Linked DNA regions of Pan troglodytes: regions 1 and 2 are each linked to region 3. A link is a contact called in public HiChIP or PLAC-seq data. All regions are on one chromosome and are shown on one strand. Each heading gives the region's core, a stretch centred on a gene start, on an enhancer-like site or on the middle of the called end of the contact. The rest is flanking DNA. Distances are from core to core; before and after follow the strand shown. Region 1 holds the start of NRGN (neurogranin). Region 2 holds the start of MSANTD2 (Myb/SANT DNA binding domain containing 2). Region 3 holds the start of SIAE (sialic acid acetylesterase).

Region 1 (4,131 bases), core at 649-3,148, 65 kb before region 3:
GACCAATTCCATTCCTTCCCTGGCCTCTTGGATTCTTTGTTTACTCACCTCTTTCCAGTGACCACGTCTCCCACTTCCCCTTCCCCAGCAATACTCCCCTGTCATCCTCACCTCTCCCCTCCCCCCAGCTCATTTCCCAGAACCCACCATCCATTTATCTTCTCTACTTTATACAACACTGCTGGGAGGAAGGGCTCTTCCTCAGTGGAGCCCAGGAACCTCCATGAGGAGCCCATTTCTCCCTTCACAACCAAAAAATTGCTTCCTGTAGAATAACAAGCAGAGGGAAAAGGCTGGAAGGAGATATGTTATCGGGGTGTTCTCCAGGGGGTGGGACTGTAGGTGACTGACATGTTTGTTTTTCATACTTTTCTCTAGGTTTTACGTTTTCTATTATGAGCAGATTACTTTTATAATCAGTAAATATTTAGAGGAGAGGTTAAACCACAGCTCTTCGAAGAAGACAGGGCTATGTTTGAATCCTGCCTCCACAGTTAGGAGTCATGCTTCCTTGGAAAAATCTAACTTTCTAAACCTCAGTTGGCACATCTGTGAAATAATACCTACTTCACAGGGTTGTTGCTATGATTAAATATAAAGTGCTGGCTACAGGGCAGGCATTCACAAACTGCCAACTATTACTTAAACTAATAAGAGTTAAAATCGCAACCACCACCACTTGCCCCTAAGTGTTCTCTGCCTCTTGGTACCCAGACATGGGAAAGTCTCACCTATTATAGAACTGGGCTATCCTTTCCTTCCAAAGCCCACTCTTTTTTTCTTTACTAGGCCATAAGATGGCAAAGTCAGTAACCTCGTGTATCATTAGCTGGTTGACTGAATGACTGAAAATACAAGGACTTTGGAATAGTCTTTCTCCAAGTGCAGAGGCAAAAAATAAATCAGCAAACAAATAAATTTCATATACGTATGATCACTGTACTCTTCCAGTGAGGCAGGAGCCAGGGCCTATGCCAGGCGCTTTCATACCGAGTCACCTTAGCAGCAAACCCCTCGGGCGCTGGGCACTTGCAGTACCCAGGTTTCCGCGTGGGCGCTGACAAATTGCAGACACTTCCTTCCCTCGCCAGCAGGGCTCTCTCGCGGTCACTTCACCCAGCCCCTTCCGAGCGAGAAGGCCTTGGGGGCCGGGACAACCCCTCCCCAGAACCACACTGACTAGGCTCTTTGCAGCCAGCATCACTACCGAGCTAACCAATATGGACCAGCCTGCGCTGCACAGGGCGCTTAGGCGATCGTTGGAGGGTCCTGAGGATCAGCCTGTCCGCCCACCGACGGCGGCGCAGTGGGATGGGGAACGGGGTGGGGGCCGAAAGACGGGAGGAAGGAGTCGCTGCAGTGTCTCCAGGCGATGGTTTCCAGCGTCTCACTGGGGAGGAAGTTCCTCCTGTCATCCAACCCGCAGTTCCCCTCTTGCAGAGCCCTGCCGAGCTCCCAGTCCAGCCTAGGCTGTCTAGCGGATGGGCGCTCAGACGCCCCCGCGAGTTGAGGAGCATTTTTCCTAGGGCTTCCAAGTCGGGCGGGCGCCTTCCACCATCCACCACCCACGTCTCGGCAAGGACCCCTTTTCTTTCTGCTCCTAGGTCTTCCGCATCCACTTCCATCCCTCTCTCGCCCTCCAGGGCTTTCTCAGGCGCCTCTCGCAGCGGACCCCACCAAGTGCCCCTCCCCCGGGCCCTCTAACTTACGGTGCAGCAGTCCATGCTGGTGTCGGGGGTCCTCTGCGGGGACGAAGGCTGGCGCAGGGCGGGGGTGGGGTCTGTGTGGTGCCGGGTGGGGGCTCTGGGGCAGTCGGCCGCCAGCCGACCCGCGCCGAAACAGCAGCTCTGCTCTCGGGTCCGGTCTCCCGCGCTCGGCTCCGCTCGCGAATGTAACCTGAGCCCCGCGGCCGGGAAGCCAATCAGGAGCAGCCTCCGGCAGGGTGGGCGGGGAGAAGTGGAGGGAGGGCCACGCCCTCTCGCGGCTCTCTCCGCCGCGCTCCCGCTCCTGCCCCAGCCTCTCCGCCTACACGCTTGTATCCAAGCCTCCTCCACACTCCATCCTCCCGGGCGCAATCCCCTGGCTTGCTAGGCGGCAGACTGCCAGGCAGATGTACGCCGGAGTAGGCAGAAGGAGGCCCCCGACACCCCGAGCACAAACACCCACATCTGGGCACAGCACCTACTCCCGCTCAGAGAAAACCACGCACCCCTCACCCATCCCTCCATACTTCCACAACCTAGCAGGAGTCCCAAATATGGCTCCCTTTAACTTCACTCCCCCTCAGTCCGCAAAGAAAGGCTCCCTAACGGGCGGTAAAAAGGTCTCATCATCACTCCTGCTACAGACGGAGAAACCTGTTGGTACAACCTGGCGATGGGCATGCGTCCACACAAAAGCTCACAAGCCCCACATGTCCACATATGATTTTCCCAGGCCTTCTTCCAGCATACAGACACTGCAGATACAACCTGCAAAAATAACTACGCAGCCCTTCAGTTGCAGGTAAATGCGGACACCCTGTTGTGGGCGCCCGCGCGCTCACGCGCGCACACGGACAGTCACCCAACTCAAGCTGTCGGCATGACGTATCTATTATCGATCTGTCTACATGAGCTGCAACAAACAACATCATATATGCACAACACCTATTTTGTATGTATTTATATATGGGCACAGACTTGGAAGAAGTATCCTCCTCCCTTTCATACCAGACTCTGCCTAACCTTTTGATCTGCTGCCTCAGAATAAGACAAAAGCTGGCCATCCTCGCCCTTGCTCCTGAGAAGAAGAAAAATACCCTCAACCCAAGTGTAGAGAATTCGAAGTAATTGGCTCTTGGGTCCATGATGAGGCAGGATGTGGGCTTCGTGAGAGGCTGGGAAGGGGAGCTATGGAAAGAGCATCTGGGAGGGACAGACTGCCACTGTTGTGGTCGTCAGCCTCCCCCAACTCGGCAGGGTACAAAAGCTGGCAGTGTGGCTTGTTATGTGGGTAGGGTAGGCCTTCTCTGAGAAAACTAGAAAGTCTTTCTCAGCTAAGGTCCCAGAGAAGGGAAGGAGGAAAGGATGGCTCCTGCTGGGAGCAAAGGTGGGAAATGCCCTGTGGCTCTGGTTGGGACAGCAGATCCTGAGACAGCTCTGCTGTGCATCCCCAGTCCCTGGCCATGACCAGGGACCACGTGGCGGTGACATGCTTCCTTTCCACCTAGATGTTTGGGCCCGAGGCTCTGCTTGCCAAAGGAAAAATGAGTGGGAGAGAAATGCCTGAGTCCATTCAGGGTGGGGATAAGGTTAGCCAGTTTGGGGTCCCAGGCTGAGCTGGATGCTGGCCGGGATTCCAGGGCTTGGGGTGTAGGGGTGTCTCTCCCAGCATGTTTGGGACCCACCCACTTTTGTAACAAAAAATCTGTTCCCCAATCTGTCTCTGGCACATCTTTCATCTCCCCACCTCCTCCAAGTGGCCAGATGTCCTGGGAACTCAGGCCCTTGCCTAAATGACGCGCATATCTGTGGCCTTCTGTTGTGCCAATTCCTGCTGGACTTCAACTCCAGAATCCAGAGAGGAGAGGAAAGGGGGAAATTGGGGGACAGAGTGGATACCAGGCCTAGACTCCGTGCTTTTCTCTTCCCAAATTAGAGCTGAGGAATTCGGGATTTGGTGAGTTTGCAGTAAAGTCTCCCAAGTTGCTAGGCAACATCCCTCTGCAGACTGCGCTGCCTCTGGGCCCTTCTTCCTGCTGGTCAGAACTGAAGGGGGGGTATCTTTACAACACCCCCCCCACCAACTCCCACACAGGCAGCACAGCCCTTCCCTCTTCCTGAAGGACACCTTTGTGTGGGGTGAGGGTGTCTCTGAACACTGGAGGGCCCATAGGAGAACAGATACGGCAACTGTCAGTTCCATCCGCAAAGCAACCATTTCAGCAACAGCCCACTCAAGGCGCCTACGCAGAACTGGCCACAGTGCTGGCCCTGGGGGATGGGCAGGCTCTGAGGTGAGGAAAAGACAGAGAGGAAGGCAGAGCCTGAGATGAGAAGACAGACACTCACAAACTCAAATACCAGTGGCAGGAGCAGTAACACATATGGCCTCATAGAAATTACACACACAGACCCAAAGATGCAGACA
Region 2 (4,107 bases), core at 326-2,825, 130 kb before region 3:
TAGAATTTGACAAACGAATTCTAAAATGTATAGGAGAATGCAAAAGATTAAGAATAGCAAGCTACTCTTGGAAGAGGAGGAGGAAAAGCAAGAGGGTGAGAAGGAGGCACTTGCTGTATTCGACATAAGACTTACTATAAACTCACAGTAATTAAAGCAGTGTGATATTATTACAAGCAACACAAATAGAAAAATGGATAGACAAATAGACGAATGTAATAGAAGAGCCCAGAAACACACCCATGCATATAGAGACACTTGTTTTTGTTTTGTTTGTTTGTTTTGAGACAGAGTTTCGCTCTTGTTGCCCAGGCTGGAGTACAATGGTGCCATCTCGGATCACCGCAGCCTCTGCCTCCCAGATTCAAGCGATTCTCCTGCCTGTGGCCCTTTGGGGAGTCCAGACCTAGGAGATCCCCGAACCAGGGCTGTTACACCCTCTTTGGGACTCTGCAGTTCCTGGTGTCGCCAAGCTTCTGGGAGCCACCACATTCCCTGGTACCAGCAGCAGAAGCTGCTCGCGGTATGCCTGGTCCAGCCGCAACCTCACAGGGAGCCAGTGCCCATGCTGGCTCCTGGAGCTGCCCAACCTGCCATAGCTGATGTGCCTGGCTGTGGGCAGTGGCCAGACCCCACACTTGCTCGCTCATGCACCCCTTGCTGCTCTGTGCCTGGCTTACCCTTGGCAGGTGTGGGATCTGGGCTGGTAGCATGAGCTGAGTGCAGCCTGCCAGGCTGAGTGGGCAGAAGGAACCTAGTGGGCCCAAGCAAAACTTGGGCAAAGGCACCACCAGCCACAGAGATTTCTGGCTGGCAAAGCCACATCCCAAGGATCCCATGATAATAGGAGGAGGGGTTTTTGTTGTTGTTGTTTTTCAGACTTGTGGGACAATGACAGAAGGTTAAAGTGGTAATTTAAAAACTCTTTGGAGGGCTGGGTGCAGTGGCTCATGCCTGTAATCCCAGCACTTTGGGAGGCAAAGGTGGAGGATCACTTGAGCCCAGGAGTTTGAGACCAGCCTGGGCAACATGGCGAAACCCCATCTCTACAAAAAATACATAAATTAGCCGGGAGTGGTGGCACATACCTGTGGTCCCAGCTACTTGGAAGGCTGAGGTGGGAGGATCGCTTGAGCTTGGGACCAGAGGTTGCAGTGAGCTGAGATCACACCACTGCACTCCAGCCTCAGTGACAGAGTGAGACCCTGTCTCACACTCACACACACACACACACCTCTTTGGAATCTCTGATTTAGTATATGATTTAGGCACAACTCTCCCTTTCATACACACCAAATACCTTATGACATTAAAACATTTATCACTGGGCTGAATGAGAGTTAATTTTGTTTTGATAGATGTTTCAGATTCTTTTACAGTCCTCACACAATGTTTACTGTGAACCAGGCACCGTTCTAAGGACTTTACCTGTATTAATTCTCTCAACAATGCTGTGACGTCATCCTCATTTTACAGATGAAGAAAACAAGGCACTGAGAGCTTGGTTAAGTAACTTTGCTGAGGTCGCAGAACTGGAATTTGAAGCCCGGCAGTCTGACTTTAGAGTCCATATTCTTAACTGAGGTGCCCTAGACTGCATCTTTCTTTGGAAAAAAGGGAAGAGGATATCATAAATTCGGGAACTTCCTCAGGCTTCTTCTGTTAGCTTATAAACTATGGTAGCATTTTCATATGACATACGAGAACAATTATCTCCTCCTCTACTTTATCCCTATTGCTTAATCCTTTGGCTTTTCAGTAACACCCAAAGACAACCAGTCATTCTCTCCAGTGAGTCTCAGAGTTAAAAATTTAGCTGTCTTCAATAAGAATGATACATTGGACTTTGGGGACTCGGGGGCTCGGGGGTAAGGGGAAGGCTAATGAGGGACAAAAGACTACACATTGGGTACAGTGTACATTGCTCGGACGCACCAAAATCTCAGAAATCACCACTAAAAAGCTTATTCATGTAACCAAACGCCACCTGTTACCCCCCAAAATCGATGGAAATAAAACAATAATTTAAAAGAGCACATACCCCCCCAAAACATAGTTGACCTCAGCTTAAAAAAAACTAACATACATTTGTTATTTTAAAAAATATTGCATAGTTTATTTGCATTCATTGGTCAGCATCCTCAGTTATGTCTGCTTTGAAAGAAAAATCCGCTGAGGTTTTAAGTTAATGATCCAAGATATCCAATTAAGATTTTCAGCTTTGAAAAATATGGAAATACGGTACAGCTGTGTACTGGATGTGGTGTGCTACTGTTAAGTTCCAGCACTTTAAGGAACGTTTCAGGAGTGACTAATACACTAATTCATTACCAGAGGTCACAGAGCTGTCATAATTGACAGTGTTCTTTGAGTACGAAAAACCGGAAAACGATGCAACTTCCAAAGCACGGAGGATGGAGAATAGTATTGGAAAGTAACTTTTCTGCTGGGCTCAGGAGTTTTTATATGCTCAAGCTATAGACAACTGTACCAACGCAATAAAGACTAATGTAATCTAACTATTCTATAAACGGCCACACCTACCCAGACTAACTGGAAAACAATAATTTATAACTGGAATTAAATAGTTGCTGTTCTTTAATTAATGAGATCGGTGTTCTTGAAAAGCTACAGCGTACGAACTCTACCCTGGTCCATATCTGCTTTTTAAAGCCTTCCCCAGAACCGCTCTCACTTCAGCCTTGGTGCCTTCCCGGATATACCCTCCAGAGGCTTCCCTGGTCCCCATCCTGGACGTCAGCCTCTGCACCTAGAGGCCGGCTTAGAGGGAAGACGGGCAGAGGCGGGGGAGACACGAGAGAGAGAAACGGTCAATTCCTCCTTAACTCCGGGCCCCCTCGCGGGCCTCACCCCTCCTCCCGGGGGCTGAGATTGGAGAGGAAGTGGGAAGGCTCCAATCTGTTCCTCACTCCAGCGCCCTCATGCCCCCACCCTTCTCTTCAGCTCGGGGCTTCGGCGCGCCTCGTCCCCGCCCTTCGCCCCGGGAGAGGAGCGGGCGGCGTGGGAGGGCTCGCGGAGAAAGGCCCAGGGGAGTGGACGACCTCCGCCCGGCAGCCACATCCTCGGCAGCAGAGACCCGGAGCCATCCGCCCGCGGGCGAGCCAGGCCCGAGGGCAGCCCCGGAGACCGCGGTGGCCGGATGCGCGGGCGCGTCACTTCCGGGCGGTGCAGCGGCGGCCGCTTGGAAGATGGCTGCGCCCTGTGGCTCGGAGCTGCCCGCCAACTCGCCGCTAAAAATTCCGAAGATGGAGGTGCTTTCCCCGGCTTCTCCTGGTGGCCTGAGCGACGGAAATCCATCGCTGTCCGACCCTTCCACGCCTCGGGGTGCCTCCCCGCTCGGGCCGGGCAGTGCGGCGGGCTCGGGGGCAGCGGCGTCCGGGGGTCTCGGGCTGGGGCTGGGGGGCCGCAGCGCCGCCTCGTCCTCGGTCTCCTTCTCCCCTGGTGGCGGCGGTGGCGGGGCTGCGGCAGCCGCCGCCGCCGCCTGCCGGGGCATGTCGTGGACGCCAGCCGAGACGAACGCGCTCATCGCAGTGTGGGGCAACGAGCGGCTGGTGGAGGCGCGGTACCAGCAGCTGGAGGGAGCCGGCACGGTGTTCGGCAGCAAGGCCCCCGGGCCAGCCATGTACGAGCGCGTGTCCCGGGCCCTGGCCGAGCTGGGCTACGAGCGGACCCCGTCCCAGTGCCGGGAGCGCATCAAGGTAACCGGCCGCCCGGCCTGGGGCAGCGAACCAGAGGCAGAGAGAAGGCGGGGAAGCGGGCCTCGGGGGCGGGGGCCGGTCTGAGGGCAGGGCTCCCCTCCGGGGCCCGGTGGGCGACTCGCATCTCCTCCGCCTTTTTCTTCTCTCCCTGGGAAGGGGGCTTTTTCCCAGATGGCCGCCAGCCCGTAGGTTTCCTGAGTTTGAAGTTGGGCGTGCCTGCCGCCGCCCCTCTTTCTTGCCAATTGAGGATGTTCCTGCGCTCTGAAGTTGGTAGTTTCTCATTGTGCGCCGTGCGGCAGTCCCCGTGCCGCTGGCGCCTCTGGCCCCCACCGCCGGGGCCCCTCGCTTTGTTCCAGGCGGAGGGGCTCCCAGGCAGAGGCTTACCGGC
Region 3 (4,065 bases), core at 1,347-3,846:
GATGTTCTAATCAACAATGGCTTTCCGCGGGTTGGGGCAGGCAGGGGTCGTGGGAGTGCCCAAGATGGAGTGCAGTGGCTATTCACAGGTTTAATCATAGCTCACTACCGTCTTGAATCCCTGGGCTCAAGTGATCCTCCTGCCTCAGCCCCTGAGTAGCTGGTACTAAAGGTGCGCACCACCATGCCTGGCTAAGGATAGGTTTTTAGTACAAAACTGGTAAAGTCCTGACAGTCATAAACCTTCAAGGTTGGGGATTTGTAAATTTTATTTATAGGAGTGAAGGAATTTTGCCTTGGCTTTCAACCAAATAGTTATTGTTAGTGGGCATCTGGGTCTCTGTGCAGGATGGAATTTAGCATAAAGAATATAAATTACCTTTCCAAACTGGTATTCCACCTTTCAAATCAGTTTGTCTGTGCCGTTATTGCAGAACAGTTTCATATATCCCAGTGAATATCAGTTTATTTAAAGAGTGCAGAATTCTTTTTGCAGCACTTAAAATACTTTCAAATGGAAGGAATCAAAATTGAAAGGAAACCACAGATACTCATCTCAGGAATAACAGTCAGCTGCCAGGGATGCACAGGAACAGTATGCTGGAACGTGGCGAGGGTAGACTGTATGATCTTTTTTTCCCCCACTGATTTCTCCCGAGAAATGTATGCTCTTTTGCAGTTACCGTCCACGCTGTATGTCCGTGAGAAATACAATGAAGACGGTCTGAATAATTCCATAATATGAAACGAATTTAAGAGAACATATCAAAGGGGTACATACTGTTTCAAAGAGCAAGAACTGTTATCTGAAACTCCCTGCCTCATAAAGGCTTTCTGCAGAATGGAGACGGTCTTAAGCGAGTTTTACCATAAACAAATGCTTAGTTTCTTATTTTAAAAAATGACTAATTTTAGAAAGCTTACTCTCTCTTTTCTCTAGAAGGCTCTCAAAATAGGCTGCTGCAAAAGCTGGTATATTGTCCGGTTGCTCTCTCAGAATCTCGCGTGTCAGCCCTTCAAGAAGATTCCCAAATCCTTGTGGAATTCGGTAGTGGGTGTTGGAGAATGGAATCGACATCTTCTTGGTAAGAACTGCCTATGGAACCTAAAGATTCATTAAAGAGTGCTGTCTTTAAATTAGTCTGATTTTACTTATATAATCACAACTATGCCAACAAATTATTTCTGAGACTCATACATCTGGACTTGAATTCTTTTTTCCCTAACACAACCCAAGCCCATCCATTTCTTCCAAAGAGTTTTGAAATCTCCATTGTGAATTAGTATAATACAAACACAGACCCATTCACTAGGCCAAATCATTTAAAACCCTGCAAAAAACCCAAAATTTTCAATATGACTTTTTCTCTCTTTACCCTTTATATGCTCAAAAGGTAAGGGTAATTTTTGCTATCACACAGGAATTTAGAGAGAATGATTGCTAAAAAGTTAAATTGAATTCATTATCAATTGCTGAGAAGACCTTCTTTGAGGTCTATTTTTTTTTTTTAAAGAGTAGAAATTAGTCCTGGTTCTAGAAATTAATTTGTTGAATGAAGAAGTTGCACAATCTTTCCCTTTGCTGCCACTTCTGAAGCATGACCCACAATGCTTCGAACACCTTCGTACTGTGGAATGGGGTTGTGCGTGCGTGTGTGTGAGGGAGGGATGGGATGGGATGGGGCTGTGTGTCATGATTTTGAAATCCCAGCCTCTAAAGTTTTAGAATTCTTATATTTTTCGGTTTCTTCTTGATCAGGCTGTCTCTTTCTGTCTTGAAATACAAGGGCTAGATTAAGGGTAGCTGCTAAGCAGCGGGCTGAGCTACTGAGTATGAAAAGAATCCTCCGGGACCTGGCCTGTTAATGTGAGAGTGTGCGTCAATGCGGAATAGAGGCGGAGGCCGTGGTAGGGGTCCAGGTTGGGAGAACTGGACGGTTTAATGAGGCTCAGACTATGGAGGGTTCTCGTTTCATCGCTTTTTTTTTTTTTTCTTTGAGACGGGGTCTCTGGTCTCGAACTCCTGGGCTCCAGCGATGATCCCGCCTCAGCCTCCCGAGCAATTGGGATTACAGGCGCGCGCCACCACGCCTGACTCCTCTCTTTTGCTTTTTCTGAGGGAGCAGTAGATGGAGGTATCGAACCATTCTAGGGTGGTGAAAAGAGCTGGCGAGATTCTGAACCAATGTGGGCAGAGGAGGGCGGGCGGAGGGGGCACACGGGTCTAGTCGGGGGCGGGATGTTGAGGACCTGGGATTTCAGACTCGCGCAGAATGGGCTGCCTCGGCTCCCAAACGGCCCAGGGCTCCGAGGCTGCGTCTGGGATGCTGAGAGAATAAGAGAGACGAAGGGAAAAGGCTAGGTCTTGGTATCGGAGAGGAAGTGGGGAAGCGGCCTCACCTCCTTTCTCTCCGAGCTGGTGCCGCCGGTTCCGGTTGTTTTTCTCGTTGCTGGGTAACCGTTTTTTCTTTAAAAAAAAAAAAAAACTACGGCGGCCGAGAAGGGGCGAGCACAGCCCAGTCCTGAGGTCGCGGGAGGCTCCGAGGACTGCAAAAGGGTGGAGTCGGCCTCGCCCCCGCCCAGGCCCCGCCCCTGCCGGGAGCCCACTTTCCCAGTCCTGGGCGGCGGTCAGATCCTTGCAAGCATGGTCGCGCCGGGGCTTGTACTCGGGCTGGTGCTGCCATTAATCCTGTGGGCCGACAGAAGTGCAGGTGAGGCGGCCCGGCTCGGCCGGACCCCTGCCCCTCAGCCTGTGCGGGCTCCGAGACCCCGTGTCCTCTGCGGGACACGGATCCGCGCCCCTTTCTCAAGGTCGACGAAGGAACCTAGCTAGGCTAGCGGCTCGCGTCTCCGACCAAGGCCCGGTGTGCAGGAGTCTGCTGGGTTGAACCCCGGCCTCTCCACTTTCTCCACCCCCCACTTACCATCCCTGACATGCAGCCTGTGAGCAGGGAGAAAGTGCGGCTTGTCTGAGTGAGGAGGCCCAAATGTGCCCAGAAAGAGGCCTTCGGGGTCCTGGAGTAACTGCAGGGGAGCTCGGAGGGAAGGAGGCGAAGCTAGTTAGGTAATATTTGGAAACAGGTGACTGAATCTTCCAAAACATTTCAGCGCTACCCCCTCAGTGGTGCCCTTGGGGAGGGTTTGCTTCAGGCGGGGTTCCTTAGGGGAATTAAATTTTACTCGTTTAAGTGGTTATTAGGGCTAAGAAATACAACCCCCTCACTAGCTCTGACTATTTAAGGCTCAGTTTTGATTTCTGGTGCCGCTTACAGATATTGGTGGTGGGAAAATGTGAGTGGCATAGGGGAGGCTGGTGGCTCGCTTTGGCTGTTGCGCAGGTCAGATCTTGCCATTCGAATACCCTAGGCTGGACACTGGGTCACAGTATGGAAAAAGCAGAAGGTGCAATCTGTCTGATAATGCAAACTAAAGTGATAATGTTGGATTTCTTCCTTTCTTTTTCAAAACACTCAAAGAGTGGACCCCAGAGATCCCTGTTAAGAAATGATAGTTGGGGTAGGAGAACAGCGTGCAGAAAAATGACTCCTGCTCTACCTGAGAGCCGGAAAAGTACCTAGATTCAGACAAACTGCAGCCCATAAATGATTGTTCAGAGTCTAACAAAAGTGCAAAATGCTAGCACTCTGTATGCCATTTCCTGACTCTTATCTCCACTCAGTGACCTTTGAGATCCATCTTATGAGGTGGGGAAAAGATATTTTATTAGGTTTTCAGTTAAAGGCTGTTTATTTTAGTGTCAGTATTTTATCTCCTCCTTTGGGTCTTATTGTTACATCACCTTCATTAACATTGATCACATTTTTCATTCATTAGTACTCTACTTGGTTGCATATCCTGACGTTTTTCCTTTAAGTCATTCTCCCTGTGCCCATGTTTACCATGTAATGCTTGAGATGTACAAAATTATATGTAACAATGACACAATAAAATGAACACCCATGAGAGCAGCACCCAACTTAAGAACTAGAACATTGCCAGTCTATTGAGCCTGCCATTGTGCTCCTGGCCGATGCATCCGGAGCTCCTCACCAGAGGCAACCACTGT

Evidence for each region. HiChIP or PLAC-seq counts read pairs in DNA pulled down with a chosen protein or histone mark.
Region 1: a contact with region 3 is called in an H3K4me3 HiChIP or PLAC-seq map of stem cell-derived excitatory neurons, with 2.5 times the contacts expected there. The contact joins the promoter of NRGN here to the promoter of SIAE in region 3. A contact is called at or near these places in 2 of 7 Hi-C or Micro-C datasets (induced pluripotent stem cells and stem cell-derived neural progenitor cells) and 1 of 1 datasets of contacts at active chromatin or transcription factors (stem cell-derived excitatory neurons).
Region 2: an H3K4me3 HiChIP or PLAC-seq map of stem cell-derived excitatory neurons shows a contact between it and region 3, with 3 times the contacts expected there. The contact joins the promoter of MSANTD2 here to the promoter of SIAE in region 3. A contact is called at or near these places in 1 of 7 Hi-C or Micro-C datasets (stem cell-derived neural progenitor cells) and 1 of 1 datasets of contacts at active chromatin or transcription factors (stem cell-derived excitatory neurons).

What each region holds. Positions count from the first base shown.
Region 1 is chr9:126,681,908-126,686,038 of NHGRI_mPanTro3-v2.0_pri, reverse strand. It overlaps NRGN (neurogranin), which reads right to left and starts at 1,898. Exons shown (of 4, transcript XM_009424428.4): 1 at 1,710-1,898. The coding sequence starts at 1,724.
Region 2 is chr9:126,743,676-126,747,782 of NHGRI_mPanTro3-v2.0_pri, reverse strand. MSANTD2 (Myb/SANT DNA binding domain containing 2) reads left to right here and starts at 1,575. Exons shown (of 5, transcript XR_010147704.1): 1 at 1,575-3,719.
Region 3 is chr9:126,617,310-126,621,374 of NHGRI_mPanTro3-v2.0_pri, reverse strand. It overlaps SIAE (sialic acid acetylesterase), which reads left to right and starts at 2,596. Exons shown (of 10, transcript XM_508836.6): 1 at 2,596-2,710. The coding sequence starts at 2,644. SPA17 (sperm autoantigenic protein 17) reads right to left here and starts at 2,498. Exons shown (of 5, transcript XM_003313397.4): 1 at 2,400-2,498; 2 at 924-1,104. The coding sequence starts at 1,077.